2 separate regions of the Zea mays genome follow, and region 2 is linked to region 1. A link is a contact called in public Hi-C data. All regions are on one chromosome and are shown on one strand. The core of a region is the stretch at or near the end of the contact, and the rest is flanking DNA. Distances in the headings are between cores, read along the strand shown.

Region 1 (3,486 bases), core at 114-2,613:
TACGACAAGCTCCGGTGCAGCCGCCGCTTGGACACGATCCAGAGCGGTTGTACCTCACTGTCCATCGCCAAGTAGGGGGACCTTGTGGTCGTCGCCAACGTCGGCGACTCTCGGGTTGTTCTGAGCACTACATCCGACGATGATGCCATCACACCGTCCAGCTCATCGTCCACCTAAAGCCCAATCTGTCACGTAAGTCGCTACTGACCGGTCATGAATTCTTGTGCGCTGGAATGACGGCCGTTGCTGACGTTGTGAGTGTTCTCGAACATGATGTATGTAGAGGAGTAGCGCATCCGGTGGTGCAACGACTAGGTGCACTACCTCGATGAGCCCGGGGTGCATTTCGTCTGGCAGTCCAGCCAAGAGTTATTGGTACTCGTCATGTCTCGCGCGTTCGACGACTACTATATCAAGCACTGTGGCATCATCTCGGCGTCGGAGGTGACGCAGAGGAGGACCGACAACAATGACCAGCTCATCATCCTTGCCACCGTCGGGGTAGCTTTTGTGACAACCTGCCTTTAATTCTTTTTGCAAATACACATATTTGCCTTTTTTAAGCAAACACGTATAATGGTGCGTGCTTGATGACTGATGATGTACGAGAGAACTTCTTCCGGTAGTTGTGGGACGTATTGTTCAATGATGAGATCGTGACATATATCGAAGTCTGCGTGATACTGATGGTTGCAATGTAGTGGTGAAATTGCTAGATTAAAATAACAAAATTTATGTATGGTTAGGATCACAAATGAATTATGAAACCTTTTCTAATAACAGTATAACACATATTTTATATATAAGTTATCGTAGTATTATATGTTCTCGTTACAACGTACGGGCACTCACTTAGTGAATAAATAAGAATGAAATATAGAGGAAACTGGAAAGATATAGAGAAGAGAAGTAGGGTTGAATATAGTCTCGTGTAAAACAGATCCTCTGTCTCACTCTCAATCTCATTCCTTATTTCAAACTTCTATCTCCGAACACCGCGTACTCTATTTTTCACTCTATCAGGTAGAGGCTAGGACTCGTCTCCGACCTACCGTTGTGCTCAGCAATGGCGTTTTCCATCTGGGGCGAACGTTCCAGAATCTAAAGGCCGTTTCAGTTTACGTGGCTCCATGTGACACGGTAGACGGAGCAGTTGGCGCGGTGCAAACCGAAGGCAAGGCTGGCGTTCACCGCGGCGACGGCACCGACGAGGCGCATCCTGGGCCTCACCCCAATTTTTTCTGGCCCAAACGTACCCATTTTTTTTCACGTATCCGACACGGGCCCGAGGCGCCCACCCATCGAGCGGCTGGCGATTGCGCCCGCCGGCTTATCCCCCGCCCTCTCCTCTCGCTGCGCTTCCCTTCTAGATAAGCAGCGCAAACCCCTACTCTCTCGCCTCTCCCTATCCATCCCCAAATAATCCCCACCTCCCGCTCATCCTCCGCCTCCGCCGCCCGCCATGGCCTCCCTCACCTCGGCCTCCACCTCACTCCTCTTCCCGCAGGCCTCCTCATCCAGGAGCCGCGTCCGGCTCTCCACCTCCCTGGGCTTCTCCGCGCAGCCGGCGCGGCTGCGGAGCCGGGCGGCGGCAGGAGGGCAGCGGCGCGGGAGCCTGCTGGTGGTGCGCGCGGCGAGGGGAAAGTTCGAGCGCACCAAGCCGCACGTAAACATCGGCACCATCGGTCACGTCGACCACGGCAAGACCACCCTCACCGCCGCGCTCACCATGGTGCTCGCCTCCGTCGGCGGCAGCGCGCCCAAGAAGTACGACGAGATCGATGCCGCCCCCGAGGAGCGTGCCCGCGGTATCACCATCAACACCGCCACCGTCGAGTACGAGACCGAGACCCGCCACTACGCGCACGTCGACTGCCCCGGCCACGCCGACTATGTCAAGAACATGATCACCGGCGCTGCGCAGATGGACGGCGCCATCCTCGTCGTCTCTGGCGCCGACGGTCCCATGCCGCAGACCAAAGAGCACATTCTCCTCGCCAAGCAGGTCGGCGTTCCCAAGATCGTTGTCTTCCTCAACAAGAAGGACATGGTCGACGACGAGGAGCTGCTCGAGCTCGTCGAGCTGGAAGTCCGCGAGCTGCTCAGCAACTATGAGTACGACGGCGACGAGGTGCCAATCGTCGCTGGCTCCGCCCTCAAGGCGCTCGAGGCCCTCATGGGCAACCCTACCCTGAAGCGCGGCGACGATGAGTGGGTGGACTGCATCTTCAAGCTGGTTGATTCTGTGGATTCCTACATTCCAGTGCCACAGCGGCAGACCGACCTCCCGTTCTTACTCGCTGTTGAAGATGTCTTCTCCATCACCGGTCGTGGTACAGTTGCCACTGGCCGTATCGAGCGTGGCACCGTCAAGATTGGTGACACAGTCGATATCGTTGGAATCCGGGACACCCGGAACTGCACCGTGACTGGCGTTGAGATGTTCCAGAAGACCATGGACGATGCCATGGCTGGAGACAATGTCGGACTGCTGCTCCGTGGTATGCAGAAGGATGACATTGAGAGAGGCATGGTGCTGGCAAAGCCCGGCTCTATCACACCGCACACCAAGTTTGAGGCTGTTGTGTATGTGCTTAAGAAGGAAGAGGGTGGCCGGCACTCACCTTTCTTCCCTGGTTACCGCCCGCAGTTCTACATGAGGACAACCGATGTGACAGGGAATGTGACTGTGATTATGAATGACAAAGATGAGGAGGCGAAGATGTGCATGCCTGGTGACCGTATCAAGATGGTTGTTCAGCTCATCCAGCCTGTTGCTTGTGAGCAGGGTATGAGGTTTGCTATCCGTGAGGGTGGTAAGACTGTTGGTGCTGGTGTCATCAACAAAATCATTGAGTAAACTGGATATATCACATCCACCACGAGAATTTTCCTTGTTTACTCAAAGCGAAATGCTCTGTAGTTGTTATTATGTGTTGAGTTTTAGGGGTTGTTCATGTGAAATTGTAGTATGACACTCTTTCGCCAAGTGAATTTGCATAATTTATGACATTCACGACAAAGATACACTTATCTGGTTGCAACTGATTTGGCTAAGAGGTACCATCTACTGTTACATGTCCAATTGTTTCTTGGTTCTGTTACCCTATAATAGTGTTGATACGCTTAAAATGAAGCTTGATGATGCCACAGACACATGAATGTAGTCTATCTGCACCTTTTAGACTTTAGAGTATATAAGCAGCACTATAACATATACAATCTTGCTTGCTGGACTTTCTTAGCAAACCTATCTTGATTCATTTATATTGCTTTTGTGATACGAATCAATTTGTTGCAAATTAGTTACTATGCAAGCAGCCATCATGTCTTTTCTTATTCTTCCATTATTTTTCACCTGATTGTTTTCGTGGTCTCGTGGAATGTTTGCTTTTATGTTGGAGTAGTAGTTTTCTTAGAGATCTAAGGTGGTTATCCCAGTTCTGTCTGTGTATAGCAACCACATCTATTGATTGTGTTTCTTGT
Region 2 (3,597 bases), core at 738-3,237, 160 kb after region 1:
TCTGCTACCGAACCAAGTTGCTTGATATGAAATAATTGGCGAATTAAGGACTCGTGTTGCTCACGACCAAAGCGGTCATGGACAAGTGAGCAAAATTCGAGCCATGACAGTTGACGAATCCTACGTTCCACAGACTGTAACCAACGGGATGCGCGACCATCAAAATGCATAATCGCCACCCGCACCCAGACACTGTAATGGACCTCATACATATCAAAATAGCTTTCACATTTGGATTTCCATAGCTGTGGTTGGTTACCGTCAAATCGAGGAAAATTAATCATAGGTAATCGACCAAAACCCCCCCGATGCTGCTCATGGAATTCATTGGAGTAGAACTGATCTGAGTTAAGTGGTGGGGAATGGTTCGTACCCTTGACCGGGTCACGCGTTTGGGATCGGAACCCAAACTCGCGATCCCGGTGATGTTTGTTGTCGCGGTGGCCTAACGGCCCGTCGGCATTGATTCCGTGAGGTGGGCGCCCGGCGGCCGACTCATGTTGGCCGAAGAGACCCGGCTGGTGGAAAGCGGGAGTCCGGTGCTCGCGTTCGAGGAATCGCGTAGCCCGTGTCACCTCCAAGGACAGATCGGCGACGCGCTTCTCAATTGTGGGAGTCCACTGCTCGAACTCTGCTTGTGCCATCTCGACAGTGATGAAACGCGCGGTCGCACGTTGTTCCGCGTCGTCGACGCGGTGCGCGAGGTCGTCGTAGCATTGCTCGAGGTGGCGACCGAGGGCGACGCAGCGATCGTCGAAGTTGCGCTCGAGAAGGCCACAACGCCCTTCGATGGCGCTCGTCAGACGGATTTCCATTTGCTGCAACTCCTCCAGCACCTTGGAGACGGAGGTCTCGGCTGGTGCCATGGCGGCTGAACGTGGTCGACGCGGAATCGGAACCGTGAGATCCAGGGTGTAGGCTCTGATACCAGATGTTAAGATCAGGGAAGGGGATCGGATTGTTATAGCATGTGCAAGGGGAAGAACAAGAGGGAATACGGAGGGACACGAGAGCCAGACGGCGTCTCGTATATTCAGTAGTATTTTCTTCCAAAAGTTCATCCCACATTACAATAGAGCAGCATATATAATAGGTCTTAGCCAACGTCTAGCAGCCTATTTGGCCCACATTGGCCCAGTAACAAGCACATTTGGCCTGCGTGTACGCTTGGAAAGCCTCTGCTTCACGTTGTCTTCTCCTGCTTCTTCCGTTTCACCATTCCCAGTATCTCCATTGCTGACACAGACATCATATAATATAATGTGCTGGTGCTAAATTCAAGCACACATTGCATTTACACGAAAAAAATAGAAGGAAAAAAGCATTCCAGCAGTACTGCAGTTTCGAGCTGAGAGTAACTTGAGGATAAATTTGCACTGCAAATAAAATGAGCAGGGTTACAAACGAGGTGAAAGAACCTCACCAGGGCCTCCCACCGCCTCCTGGCGGCAGCCTGCTCCTTGGTCTGTCTCAGCTCCTCGTCCTCTTCCCCCTCCTTTCCTCCTCCGACCACCGCCCCCATCCTCACCACCCCGCTCCATCTCTGGACAGTGGACACACAGGGCCATGAATGAACAGAGCACAGCCAACGAGAGGGAGATGCTCAAGTAAAAGCCCCAACCTTTGAAGGGAGGAGACCACGGGCAAGGTGTCGGGGGAGGAAGCCGGAATGCGCCACGGCCGGGGTGGTGAAGGCGCCGGCGACCCTGCAAGCGAGGCCGAGAGGTGGCGCTGCCATTTTTTGTTGTTGATGTGCTTGCTTCCAGTTCCAGGCCAGAGGAAGGTCCCGCCGCGGTTGTAGCTGTGGAGCGTTATCCCCGTTGCGTTTGCAATTGGTGCAACGGGAGGCCGGTGGGGCCCGGACTGAAGACTCTGGAAACGTGAAACTTCAGCACGGCTCGACAAAAGCACAAGAACTACCCCCCACCTTCCCCAATCCGCAGCAATTCCATTCCCCATCCCACCGCTTCCCCACCTCTCCCCCACCCGCGCGTCCGGCCGGGTGCCCCAATCCGATGGCTTGACTGGTCCCACAACGCACCGACGGCGCCGACAAGCTCCCGTCACGCCGCCGCCGCCGCTGGCGGCGGCGGCGCTCGTCGCGCTGGCTGCTACGGCGGCAGCATGGACACCGCGCTCTGCGACGACCTGCTGCAGGTGGTGTTCGGCCTTCTACCGCCCTCCGCTGCACCGGCCGTGTCCCTCGTCTCCCGCCGCTGGCTCGCACTCCTCAGGGCCGCGACGTCGTCCCTCAGCCTCCGCCTGCCTGCCTCCTCGGCGGCGACCCTCGCCGCCCTGCTGTCTCACTACCCCTTCCTCGCCGCCCTGACCGTGGTCTCCGCTGGTACGCCGGTCCACGACGCCGACGCCGTGCTGCTCGCTGTCGCGGCCGCGCCGGCCGCTTCCCGGCTCTCCACGCTGCGGCTCTTGCCCGATTGGGCGGTCTCCCCCGCCGCGCTGCTCACGGTCTGCCCTGCACTCGCCGGTCTGACGTCGCTCCACCTCACCGCTGTCCGCCCCCTATCTTTCCGCTGGCTCAAGCTGTTGCCGCGCCTCAAGTCGTTCGCCCTTGTCAACTCCGCCGCCACCGTTGACTCCGCGGGCTCGAGCTCGGATGACGCCGACGGCGAGGCCGAGGACGTCGCAGGGACATTGCCGCTGGAGAAGCTGTCACTTTGCGGCATCCGCTCCGGCGACCGCGGGCTTGGGTGGCTGTGGCGGCGGTGCGGGAGCCTCAAGTGGTTGCAGCTGCGCGCCTGCGACGGTACCGGGGACGGGCCCGCGTCGCTGGCCTTCGCGGGTTGCCTTGCTGGCTTGCTCGCGCTTGAGCTTCGTGCTTGCCGTGCTGTCGCCGACCGTGTACTCCTCCTTGCAGCCGACCATTGCCGCACGCTAACGTCCCTCCTGGTCTATGACGGCGGCGGCAGCGAGGCCCTTCACCGGTTCATCCAGCAGCGTGCTGCTGGTCTGCACACCTTGGACCTTCGCCTCCCGCTTGACCTGCACAACGATCATCTCCTCGCCATTGGAGCTGACTCAGTTCACAATGCTACACATGGCCTAGCTTCACTTCGCCTCCAGAGCTGCGTCCTTATCACAGGGGACGGCCTCCGGTCCCTGGCACGCACAGCCGCCGGAGCCGGCATAGAAGAGCTCGCCTTGGTGAGTTGCGACGTGGTGGAGCGGGAGCCCGGGTTGCTGACATTCCTCAGTCAGAGCATGCCGCGGCTCCGTCGACTTAACCTGTCTTACAATGAGACACTGAACGACAAGGTGATCGGCGCCATGCTTTCATCCTGCCGGAATCTCATCGACATCAGGCTCAGGGGGTGCCGGGGCCTGACGGGAGGCTCGCTCCTCTCGCTGCTTAGGCACTGTGGGCAGTCACTGGAGATCCTTGACATCTCCCGCTGTCCGGGCATTGCTGTAGGTAACGTTGAGCTCTTTGCCCAGCGCGCCGCTAGGTTGAATCATGTGATCATCGAGGAGAGCGCGATGTCGGAGGAATTGAAGGCAATCGCTCAGAAAAAAGGCATGAAGGTTGGCTCATTGCCGTGCGAAGGAGGACCATTCTGAAGTAAGGTTATATCTCCTTCA

What was found. A called contact is a pair of places that touch in the nucleus more often than the background predicts.
Region 2: a contact with region 1 is called in a Hi-C map of tassel, with 2.7 times the contacts expected there. The contact joins the promoter of LOC100278330 here to the promoter of LOC100284040 in region 1. A contact is called at or near these places in 2 of 25 Hi-C or Micro-C datasets (leaf and tassel).

Annotation. Positions count from the first base shown.
Region 1 is chr5:184,368,271-184,371,756 of Zm-B73-REFERENCE-NAM-5.0, forward strand. It overlaps LOC100284040 (elongation factor Tu), which reads left to right and starts at 1,364. Exons shown (of 1, transcript NM_001156938.2): 1 at 1,364-3,085. The coding sequence starts at 1,463. The coding sequence ends at 2,860.
Region 2 is chr5:184,524,005-184,527,601 of Zm-B73-REFERENCE-NAM-5.0, forward strand. It overlaps LOC100278330, which reads left to right and starts at 1,988. Exons shown (of 1, transcript NM_001151641.2): 1 at 1,988-3,597. The coding sequence starts at 2,125. The coding sequence ends at 3,576. LOC100274541 reads right to left here and starts at 1,794. Exons shown (of 10, transcript NM_001360606.1): 1 at 1,622-1,794; 2 at 1,424-1,543. The coding sequence starts at 1,738.